Linked DNA regions of Mus musculus: region 1 is linked to region 2. The links are chromatin contacts, called in public HiCAR-type maps. All regions are on one chromosome and are shown on one strand. The core of a region is the stretch at or near the end of the contact, and the rest is flanking DNA. Distances in the headings are between cores, read along the strand shown.

Region 1 (6,070 bases), core at 2,675-5,174, 2.2 Mb before region 2:
CTACATACTGTGCAGCACACACAATTAGTGCCCGTGCTATACGTTTGACAGAGGGCATTCAACTTACCATTCAGCTTAGCAGGAAAGAGCCACCCAGAATTTTATGAAATAGGTGCTTGTGATTGTTAATGTAAAATAATGTCTGAAAATAAATTTTGTGTATTAAGATGACCACATGAGCACACTAGAGGCTCCTATTAGTAGCACAATAGTGCTTCCTAATAGCTGAGTCCAATTAGCAGGAACTAGACTAACTAAAAAGCTAGTCAGTGAGATCCTGCTTTTAACAATCCTCCCAGTACCCCACCTCATAAAACAACATATTGTTTCTAAAAGACACCGGGATACTATCGTTTCCCATATTTTATCTATTTAAAATAAGCCCAGTCACATTCCCAATATACTGGTGGGGGGGCAGGGGAAATACTAATTAATAATTGGTTAACCTTTGGGGGCAATAATTAGAACATCTAAATGTGCATGTCAAAAATAATTTCCCATAGTACAATCCTGTAAATAAACACTTGTGAGGGGAGCTAACCCTTCTAGATGTGATTCTAGGGCCAAAAGGCAAAATAAAAGAGCTTTCTCCATTTTTTATTATTTTTTTATTTTTTTAGTCATTTTAATGCATTTTTCCCTGTGCACAAGAGAAATAACTGATAGAGCCAAAAGATACACTTTCCTTTATACATAGCAGTTAAAAGTAATGCAAACATCACATGACACTTCCAGTAAAAGTTACATTTCCAATTACAAATCAAAATGCATATGAAGGTCTCTTCATGGGAGAAGCTGAGGAACTCTTAGATAAAAAGCACTTTCCTGGAGTCACTACACTGATCCTTCAGGCTGCACAAAGATTAAGGTCATATACAATCAATCTGCAACTGTTGACACAATGTTACACTGTAAGGTTTCTGTACAATTTAATGTATACTTAGAGAAACCAGGATAAACATTTCTACTATATTTTAACTGAACTTGCCTAGCCAACATTTTCACTGAGAAATTTATCAAATATGCTGTAAGATTCTACAAAATTGTGAGACATACCTAGCTTCAGGAATATTTCTTATATTCTTTCTTATTTTGGTTACACATATTCTGCTCAGAGATTCTACAGTAATACTTCTAGATGTACAATTCCAATTGTGCTTACTGTACTGTGTACAAATAGCAAAAACGATCAATGAATGGTATAAATCTTACAGCATTTGCTAGCAAAAATACATGCCAAAGTCACAATAAGCAATATTTTACCACAAATTAGAGAGCTTCAAATAATTTGCTTCTGTTTTTTTAATATCTTCATTCTACATTAAATTACTATCATAGGCTAATGTTTAAAATGCAAATAAACTGGACATCTGTAGGACAAAACTTGTTCACCCAACTGTGAAGGCTGATACCTGTTTCCAAAAATCACAATAAATGCAGAATAAAGAGAAGTGTTTGCATGCAACACCTTTGAGTGAAACAGTATTGATTCCCACCATTCAAATCAGAGAAGGAAGGAAATCAAAAGAAGAAAAGAAAGGAATGAAGGAAACAAAGAGGGGAGAGGGCAGGCTGGAAGGGAAGGGAGAGGGTGGGGGGAGGAGGAGCAGGGAGGGAGGGAGGGAGGGAGGGAGGGACTCCACCTTAAAATGCATCCTATTAGATTTATAGGTAGACAGATTTAAAAGAATCAAAATAAAAGTAAAGCACAATTTTGTGTGTTTAAAGATTTAAGAGCCATTATCAAAAATAAGATACATTTTTTTTCAAGGTACAGAAACGTAATTAGGATGGCTGAGAGCCCAGCAGCCTCTCAATGGCCGCGTTGATGTCGCCTCCTGTTGCTATTAGGGCCTGCAAGTTTGCTTCGCGGTTTAAGAACCCCATGGCGTTGAGCTGTTCCAGTTGCTGCTGAAATCTCACTTCAGGATTCGGCGGCTGTGGAGGGCTTCCTCCAGTGAGAGCCTGCACCATTTGTTGAATGAACTGCTGGTTGGGTCCAGATTCCGAGGTTGGACTTATGGTTTCAGTAGGTGCAGAGCTGGACACAGTGGTTGCAGGCGGGATGCCAGTGCCGGTGGAGCCGGGGGAGCTTGCAGGGCCAGTGGGTCCTATAGGCCCGATGGGGCCTATGGGGGTGAAAGGAACTATAGGGCCGATGGGCCCTATGGGAGTGACTGGGCCCACAGGGGTTATGGCGGTTCCCAGCACTCCCATCCCCACACCTGGAGCGAAGCTGGGAATGAGGCCAGGTGCTTCAGTGGCTAGAGTCTGTAGCCCCTGCTGGATCTGCATTAGCGCTTGCATCGCTCTCGGGTTTGACATGGCCGCGATGGTTTCTGGATTCTGCATCTGCTGCAGGAAATTCGGGAGCTGTGGACGCATCTGCTCCTGCAGCTGAGGATTCGAAGTGAACAGCGGGCTACTCAGCATCATCTGGGCCGCCATATCTGGATTCTGGCTCAGCGACTGCATCATGCTCCGCATGTAGGGCGCAGACAGCATATTCTGAATCAGCTGGGGATTCTCAGTTATCTGCTGCAGCAGGCTCTGCATTCCTGGGGTGCTGAAGATGCTAGCCACGTAATTAGCTGCAGCCATGGTGTTCCCGGCGGTGGTGCTGCTGGAGCTGCTGCCAGAGCCACTGCCACTGCTTGTGGTCGTGGTGGTGGTGGTGGTCGCAGCCGTCTGGGTTGTTGGCGGTGGTGCCCAAGGATTGGGCAGCGGATCACGATTCTCCGTGCGGGAGGGCTGAGTACCTTCCCCTGAGGTGGAACTGCTCCCCACCGTGGCAAACGGGTTGCCCCCAAACTGCTCCTGTGCGGCATTCAGCATAGGTTCTTGAATGTCAGTGTACATGCGCCGCAGAGCATTGTAGCCACCTGGGATGCTTTCGAGATTACTGAGAGCCAGGTCTTGATTTCGCATCATCTCTTGCATCATGGCAGGATTCCTGGCGATTTCCAGCGTCTGCCTCATTATATCTGGGTTGTTCAGTAGGTGGCTGATTTCTGGGTTTCTCTGGATCAATTGTTGCATCTGTGGATTGGCCATGATGAGCTGCCTCATCAGATCAGGATTCGAAAGCATGCTCTGAACAAAGGGATTTTCCATGATCTGGATCATCATCTCAGGGCTGGCCAGGAGCTGCTGCTGCATCTGGTTCTGAAGCTCGGTGAAGTTGGGCGAGTTCAAGCCCAGGTTACTAAGGCTGGAAAGGCTTCCCAGCCCAAAGGAGCTGCTATTCGTGGTGGTAGGTGTGGAGCTACTCCTGGGAGCCGATGATGTCGTCGCCGCCGGCGCCGCCGCCGTGGTGGTGGTCGTGGTCGTCGTGCTCGTTCCCGCAGTCGTGCTGGGCTGCGTGGTGGCCTGGCCCTGCGGACGGTTCTGGCTTTTGATAACCAGGTGAACAGTCAGTCCATCATGGATGCCATGCTGCATCAAGGTATCTTGATCTTTCAGGATCTTTCCGGCGAAAATCAGCACGAGCTGATCGGTCTGCGATTTGAAGCGTTTGGAAATCGCTTCCTTGAACTGCTGCACGGTGCTGTTCTCGGGCACCGCGAACTCCTCCTTCTCTTTGGGGGTCTTCACAGTGACTTTGATGATTTTGGGCTCGGCCGGCGGGCTGGCCGCGCCTGGGGCCGCCGCAGGGCCGCGGGAGGGGCGCGGGGGGCCGCTGCTCTCGCCGTTCTCAGCCATGGCGGCCGCGGTGACGCAGGCTCACAGGGAAGGCGCTGGCGAGCGAAGAGGGCGCGAGGGAAGGAGGTGCCGCAGCAGCGGACTGGGGCGGCCCGGCGGGCAGCGCGGATCACAGTACCTCAGAGTTGAAGGCTGCGGCTCCTCCCGGTCGTCGGCTGCGCACTCGGCTCGGCGTAGGCCTCGGCTGAGGGCTGAGAGAGCAGGTCCTGCAGGCCGTCTCCGCTGCCGCCGCCTTGTGATCTGCCCGCGCGCACTCCCAGCGACTCCTGCAGCTGCGGCGCCCGCGCTCCCGCCCCGCCCCGCCCCGCCCCGCCCCCGGCCGCGCCCCGCCCCCTGCTGACGCGGCGCCAGCCCAGCGAGCGTCTCGCGGCCGAGCGCAAAACTCCTGCCCTGCAGAGGAGGGGGGGCGGAGGGAGGGAGAGGGAGAGGGAGGGAGAAATAAACAAAGAGAGGGGGGAAGAGAAGGAAAAGGAAGGAGGCTGGAGAGAAAAGCCAGGGGACCAAGGCGAGGCGGGCGAGGCGAGGGGGGAAGGGAGGAGGCCAGGAGGAGGAAGAGGGAGGCAGCTTCTTTAGCAGCCACTGAAAGACCAATGGAGAATGTGGGTTCGCAATCTGGGAGGCAGTGAAAGGATGAAAGCCTGAATTGAACCGATCCCAGGCAAAGGACGAAAAATGAATAGTAAAGAACTCTGACAAAGCAAAAAGGGAGAATGAGCGCCCGGTTGGGGGAAGGGAAGGCATGGCGGGAGCGAGCATTTTACAAAAGAAGCCGAGAAACGGCCAACAGGCTTCTGAAAAGATGAGGCTCGCTCCTAATCAAAGGGATTCAAATAAACACAATGAGATTTTTCCTTCGGGTTTATCATATTGGCAGCGATAAAAAAAAAAAAAAGAACGTTAAACCTTGTTGACCAGGAGCCGAGAAAATGCACTCTCATGCTAGTCGTAGTATGAATTGTTGTAATGGGGCAGTTTGAAAATACAAATGGACATTTTAAGGATTTGCACCTTTGTTTAGAAAGACCTAATAATCAATTCGAAAAGTATATATAAACAACGTGGCATTTTAAAAAATAGCGTTTAGCTAGTTAAATGGGTCTGTGACAGGAATACTATGATTTTGCCATACAATAAAATAATCCCTGTGTCTAAAAGATGGTGGCTAATTCATGTAGTATTACATGTCTCTAAAAAATACATTAAATGCACTGTAGTTAGGAGAAAATAATAGACGATATTTGGGGTTATTTTTTATGGTTTTCTTAACAAATGGAAACAATACATGTGTGTAGGTGTCAGCATCAAAAAGCTTGTAGACTGTATGTGTGAAAAAAATCTGAAAGGCTATACTCCATTATGATAAAGGTAATTATTAGTAAGAGCTGAAATTGTAAATAATTCTTATTTTCTATTTTTATAAGATTGTGAATTTGATGAATAAATATGCATTGCGTTTATGATTTTTAAAAACTACAAATATTATTTTCAGACAAGAGTAAAGGTAAAAATTGACAGGCACACAATAGTCGTGGCAGAAATTAACATAATCATTATGGATTAAATAAAGAAAACAAAAAATGGAGTATTACTGTTATAGAAAACCTGAATTATAGAAGAAATTATTCTGAAATCATTTATTTCTCTTGCTTTGAACACAGAAAATCCTTTTCCCATACAAAAACCTAGAGATGATTTAACAGCATTTCAAAATCATTACGTCACAGTACCTTAATAAATCTCAGTGTAAAACAAAATACAGGGCCATTATACCCATGACTAGTACAAAAATCATTATATATGCAAGAGCTCATATAGATATAATGTACAATGAAAAGTATACTTGCTTTAAATACATATCAAAACATAATTAACTGACACACATCAAATGTAAATATCTATGGTATTTAAAACATATGTACATATGTATATAAAATATTCTATTAGCTAGAAGGGCTGGGCTGCTGCTCACTGATGGAGCACATGCGTACTGTGTGTGAAGAGACCCTGGGTTCAATTCCTAGTACTGAAAGAAAAATTAACAGAAAATAAATGTACAAGAGGCAGTCATTCTAAACATCTAGTCACAAGGAAGAGGAAATGGTACAGGATTCTACACAATGACTAAATGGAACTGGAGTTAAAGCTGTAAAAATGTGCTTTGTCTCTAAACTCGAAGGAAACATGACAGGCTACCAGCAATGGCTGATTTTAGATAGTGACAACTCACCTCTGTTAAAATATGTTTAACTTTTCTGAAAATAAATAGAAATTTAATACTATATCACAAGGAATTGTTAATGACTCTTAAAGGTAAATACTATTAACAAAAATGAGGAAGAAGAAAACACTTAAAATTTAAAGAAATCCG
Region 2 (6,269 bases), core at 850-3,349:
AGTAAGGACACTACCACTGAGCTATGCCCCCAGCCCATTAATGGCTTGTCAAATTTAAAAAGGCATAAATTTGGTGCTGAGTTCTGTATATCTAGCATAGTAGGATTCTAGTCACATTCTATAACCATTGCAAACTTCTCCATGTAGCAGATCTTTCCGTCTCTGTTCCCTCCTTACCCCACCAGCTGCCACCTGTTTTGTTTTCAGAATCCCCAAGTCCCCAATCCTGAAAGGACATTCCCCCCAAAACTCTGGTTAGAAAATGGGTTTGCAGTTTCTTCCCACCTAACCCTGTAACGCTTTTCTTTTCCTTCTTCCTGCCTACCTCCTTACTTCTCAAGCCTTGCTATTCTCTACACGTAGGAACTTGAAACCTAAGAGTATGGGAAAGCAACAGCGTAATAGCAGTGGTGCCAAGACCCGGGGATGCTGCCAAGCTTTTCCCCAGGCTCCATATGCAGTGGCTCAACTACTCAGAGGCTGGCCTTCGGTTTAAACCCATGGAGCCTCATGAACTTGGTATTTCTTTTTGCCTCTGCCCGATTGCTTCAACCTCTTTAATTAAACAACCTCCTCCAAAACCTGTGAACCATTCAGATCTAGCCCATTCTCCAAGTCTATCTTTTTCAGGAAGTTTCCCAGGACCATTTTAACCCACAGATTATCACCCCACCCACCTACCCAAACTGGCAACTTACATACCAGAAAACAGAATCACCATGCATATTTACACCAGCAAGTAAATGCTGCGCATTTGATCTTTCAAAGCCAAGAATGGCGTCTTGGGGTTTTTGAGAGCCCCTCCCCGCACCCCCAACCGTCTTTGAAACCCCCTACTGAGCGTGTTCATCTTCCTGAATAGTGACTCAATCAGTGAATTGTTTGGGCTAAGGCATGCCAAGATAAAAGCATGTTGAAATGAAAAGGGCTCAATGGATGGGGAAAAAAGAAGTACTAGGTGTCAAATGGGGGAAAATTATAGAACAAAGGTGTTCGACTAACATCTGTTTTATTTGCCATGGGGTTGAAAACAGATATAGGGGAGGGAATGTCAACTGGAAAATGAAGAAAAAACATATTTCAGTTTGAGGGGGATGATAGCAAGAGAAACATGAAGCCCGGAGGAATTTTGAGTCAATTCTGCTAGAACCAACAGGTAGGCCAATTGTGTGAGTAAAGGGGGTTACGGGGATGGCATGGCTAGAGATACAATCATGTAGGTAAGGGAATTAATAGGCCATATGACGGGGGCACGAGGGGATAAAATGGTCGCCAGTAAGTTAGCTGACTGAGTGGGTGGCAGGTAGGTCGGTGAATGGTTAGGTGTTTAGTCTGGAAGGAACAGGTGTGGGGCATTTCATTTAAAAATCTAACCCCTCCCTCACCTTGACCCGGAAGCGGATGAGTGCTAGCCTCACGCAGTGGCTCAGACAGGCAGGTGGCAGGAACCAGGCCCGCGGTGGAGGGGTGCCCTTGTTGCCCACGTGTCCCACGATCAGTTGCGCAGTCTGCCGCTCCGCCTGGCACCGACGGCCCCACTCGGCCAGTCGGTCCTTCCCCAGGCCCCCAGGGAACATGACCACCAGCTCCAGGCCGTCTCCGCCCGGATAGGCACAAGCCTGGCACAGCGCTGACAAGTAGCCCAGCATGGCATTCCACTGGCCGCCACAAACCCAATCCGTCTGGTAGCCACCATAGAGCCGCGGCAGCGCCGAGCCCGCGTCTACCAATACCCGAGCCCCAGGCAGCGGAGGGGGCGGCGGCGGATGCAGCCCTGGCGGCGCTTGGCCATGGTGGTGGAAATGGTGAGCAGGGTGATGGTGCCGAGACGGCCCCGCGCCCCCGGAGTAAGCACCAAAGGCAGCGGGCGGGAGCGGCGGCGGCGGCAGAGGAGCAGAGCCCCTGGTGATGCGTGGAGCCCCTGGCGCTAGGGCTGCTGGCGGCAGCTGGCGGTGCAGGTGCTGCTGCTGCTGCTGGCGCGAGACGGTGCGCGCGAGTTTGAGGAGGTCCACAGGCACCACAGCCCCGGGACAGCGCTTCTCCAGGAACTCTTGGAAGCCCTGGACGCCCATGCTTCCTCCGTGGGTAGAAGGAACAGCGGCTGCGCAAGCGGGCCAGTCGGCGATCCCCGCGCGAAGCTGGAGGCGGGCGCGTGCGCACTCCGCGGGGGGTAGGGGCGAGGGGGGCGGAGAGAGGGTTTGAGAACGGGAGGGGCGAGGGAACGTGGGCGGGGAGGGGAGGAGACCACAGACTGGGTGCGGGTGGAGAGCAGAGGTGAGGCTGACCAGACTCAGAAGAGGCTGGGAAGATAAAAGCGATGACAAAGTCGTAGTCACTCCTCTTTTCCCGTTCCCCTCCGCTGCTCTTCTTCACTGCTTCAAAGGGGGTGAAGCCTCTGCCTTCCACCTCCGGGAGCCATGTTGCCTCGTCTTCTCTGTGATACTCGCTTTCTAGCTGGGGGAGGGGTACAGGGGCGGGGCGGATGAGCATCCTGGGAGTTGTAGTCTTTTCCCGGATGGCCTCAGGATGCAGTCTTAGAACCAGAGGATCACACCTGTCAGGCCTTGATGCTCATAGTGTCAGAAGAAGCGGGCCAAGAAAATGTGTGTATAGGATTTGTACCAGAACTCCTAGTATCCAACCGAGTTGCCTCAGGATATTATACCACCATGCCCAGGGAAAGAAATGGAGATGATGCATCATGGGAAAGGAAGTACTGTGGATTAGTAGAATTTGGCTAAAGTGAGCTAAAGTTCCCTGAAAGGGAGAAATTTCCCTTCCATTGAAAAGATGATATGCACAACTTTTAACGAAAGGAGAAGAACACATATGATACATAAAAACCGCTAACATCTACTGTCATACTTTGAAGAGTTATCCACCTTACAAATGGTAAAACATTTACTTAAGACAATGAATGCATAGACAAAATGAAATTGCCTATAATTTGCCTCAGGATCTCTGGTCAGGGAGATTAAACACCCACTCAAATTCAACTACAACTTGGACCTTATTGGTACTCACTAAGCTATGCCATATGGTTAGGGGATTTTTTTTGTTTTCCAACCTACTAAATGTGTCCATGTGGGAACAATTCAAAATAGCTGCAAAGGTTCTAATTTGATCACAGTCTTTTGAAAAGTACATTTCAGCATGCTTCTCCAATGAAATCCATGTAGAGTCTGTCTTCTGTCAAGTTTTAGGGCCCATTACTTCAGCCAGACTACAGCAGAAAACAAGATCTGCATGCAGAGTAGTTGTATCTATCTGGCTTGGAATTTACAGAACATAAAAGAGCAGAACCCCAGGAATGACATCAGAATGGTTTGATAGGATGAAACCAAAAACAGGTTGCAAATTCCAAACCGGGTTTGTCATAAGAGTAGTAGATCCAGAATAGCAGGGATGGGAGACAACATGAAAGGCAAGGGAGAGGGAGGTGGGGGGTGTATAGGGGACTTTCGGGATAGTATTTGAAATGTAAATGAAGAAAATAGCTAATAAAAATTGTTTTTGAAAAAAAAGGGAAAGGCAATAGCTTGAAGGCATGAAAGATGAAGAGAATAGATGTTTTTAGTAAACTGTGCTTACTAGAGAGTTTGTCCAGCATCCCTTTCCTAAAAATTAGCCTTCTCATTGTTAACTTGATAAGATTACTGCAAAAACTGTTGTCTTAGGCATGATGGTATGTGCCTGCAATCTTAGTACTCAGGAAGTTGACATGGGACAGTCACCTTAAGTTCTAGGCCAGCCTAGGCTACCCAGTGATTTCAAAGAACCAAGGAAGTAAATAAATCCTATCATGTTCACATTTGCTTGTAATGCCATATTTTAACTGAGTGTGTTGGCTTACATCTATAAACCCAGCATTCAGAAGGTCAAGGCAGGAGGATTGCCACAACTTTGAAATTATTATTTTCCAGGTCAGCCTGAGATAAGAACTAAACAAAACAAACAGTAAAGAAAAAAATTAAGTCCCAACAACAACAAAAATAATTGGATCATAAGCCACTTAATGAAACTGTTAGCCACAAGTGAGATACCTTTAGATGAAAACCCTTTATTATTCTACCTTCAAATCATCCTTTCTGGGTCGGTGAGATGGCTCTCTGGTTAAAATGCTTGCTTTGCAAGCATGAGGACCTGGATTCAATTCTCAAAGACCACACCAAAAAGCCAGGCTCAATGTAGTGCATTTGTAATCCCAGGGCTGGGGAAGTAGAGCCAAGTGGATTTCTGGGACCCAGTGGCCAAGCAACCTAGTCTAATTGGTGAGTTCCAGGCCAATAAGAGACAATGCCTTAAAAACTGAGGTGGAAGATTCCTGAAGAATGATATGCAAATTTTGTCCCCTGGCTTTCATGGGCATACATATGAGCACACCAAGACACACAAGTGTACCTGTGCACACTTACAAAATGTCCTTTCCATTATTTTCAGCTATGATACAAGCGAGATTTCACAGATGTACTCTTCTTCCCCGTTTTAATGGTAACAGCCTGTGAACTTCAGCTAAGTATATCTAAAATTTGTATCTTACCCTCTTAAATATGGTCTTATAAACAGCATACTTGGGACTGTGCAAGGCTTATCCAATCCCAGCTTCTTGGTACATCTATCTGTCATTTCTCCATTCTCCATTGCCCTGGTCAAGGCAATCCCAAAGCCATGCTGATTGAGACACTCAGGGATCCCTTAACTGCTTTAAGTAATAGATCTTTCTCCACTCTTTCATGTCTTGGCTGTGCTTGTTTTAACCTTTTGCATTCACCAAGATGTGAGCTCATTACATTTGGTTACAAAGAGAATAAACAGTCAGAAATGAGGTGTGGCAAATTACAAGCCCAAAATACACGGAACTGATACAGGTGGAATCTTCTAGCATCCATTGATGGGAAGGGAGTTGACACTTTTTGTAAGATATGGCAGTGAACCAGTTAATTACAGTTCCTGGAACTCAAAAGAAAAGCCCTGGAGCTGGGTGTGGAGTTCAGTGGTAGAATCCTTCCCCAGCTTCTATTCCTCAGGACCACAAACAAACAAAAACAAACTGAGCTTTGATTGCTGCAGGCACAAATCCCTTGGTCCTGCTGACTTGCAGCAAAAATGTCAGACCCACTTCAAGGATTTCACTGATTAAGAAACTGGCACCAGCAAATTATTCACACATGTATAAGGAGTAGTAACTCCTCATGGCATCAACTTTGCCAGAAGTGCTGATTTCCCATAACTGAATCCAACTAGATGTTAAGAAGCAAGTGAACATCCATCCCCAAGGCGGATCAGGACGGAGGTGGGGAAGGTTTCACAGTAGTAAGCTCAGCTCAGCTTACTATCTCCTACTGGATCTCTGATCGAGAGGATCTTGAACAGAATGACAGAGAGAATGAGCCAAATACTTAGAGAGTGCTAAGAAAAAGAAGCTGCAACAGTAGTAAATCACTTGCTTTGTATGTGCAGGACAAGGAGTCCGATCCCCAGCACCGGAAAAAAAGGAAGAGAAAGGAGACCAACAACAAGAATTTTACTACCTGTTATTAATACTTGCTACTGGGACATCTCCCAACATGAAACCAATAGGCCTTCAATTGAAGACTTAGAAAATTTTCATCAGTAGAAAATCATGTCTAGCGAATCATGATTGTAATGGACCACCCAGAGTAGCAACTCTGGAGCAGCACATCACAGTACCTGTTCTGAACAGGATCATTTCAAGCCTCACCCTGTATTTTCAACATTGGAAACACTGAGTGTACCACCAGAAATCCATGATTTTAGTAGTGTTGAAGATGAAGCCAGAAAAATGTTGAAGTACTATAAACAGTGTGCAAACTACTGATGGTAAGGGAAAGAGATGAGCTTTGTTCTTTCTTGCACAGACATGAGTGGGAGAATGGGGAAATATGAGAGGAAACAGGATGGGGGCAGAATAGCATCAAGGTAGTAAAAAAAAATTACAGAGGACTGATCAATATAAATGTGATTAGGCCAAATGTGCACACTGGCTGACAATTAGATTTCTATCCTATCAACACAGAGACAGAGAGACAGAGGCCCTATTGTTCCTGGCAATTAGGTTTCCAAGGAATGTCTCACAGGTCCTTCAGAAAGACATCCTGAACTGGAGGAAAGATACACATGTCTCCAAGGAACAGAAGGATTAACAAGTATAAGTTTCCTTTAGTTAATGTTCTACAGTGAATCAGTTATGGGGTACAAATGAACTGAATTATTTTGATAACCCCATTTCTCCTGAACGGCACACTGCA

Evidence for each region. HiCAR-type assays count read pairs that join an accessible place to other places.
Region 1: a contact with region 2 is called in a HiCAR-type map of astrocytes, with 3 times the contacts expected there. The contact joins the promoter of Ubqln2 here to the promoter of Fam120c in region 2. A contact is called at or near these places in 2 of 39 promoter capture datasets (liver and pre-B cells), 1 of 484 Hi-C or Micro-C datasets (CD4 T cells), 2 of 115 datasets of contacts at active chromatin or transcription factors (astrocytes and thymic regulatory T cells) and 1 of 9 other capture datasets (liver).

The regions. Positions count from the first base shown.
Region 1 is chrX:153,496,086-153,502,155 of GRCm38.p6, reverse strand. It overlaps Ubqln2 (ubiquilin 2), which reads right to left and starts at 3,924. Exons shown (of 1, transcript NM_018798.2): 1 at 594-3,924. The coding sequence starts at 3,702. The coding sequence ends at 1,786.
Region 2 is chrX:151,340,053-151,346,321 of GRCm38.p6, reverse strand. It overlaps Fam120c (family with sequence similarity 120, member C), which reads right to left and starts at 2,099. Exons shown (of 16, transcript NM_198105.2): 1 at 1,386-2,099. The coding sequence starts at 2,072. A230072E10Rik (RIKEN cDNA A230072E10 gene) reads left to right here and starts at 4,443. Exons shown (of 3, transcript NR_015600.3): 1 at 4,443-5,841.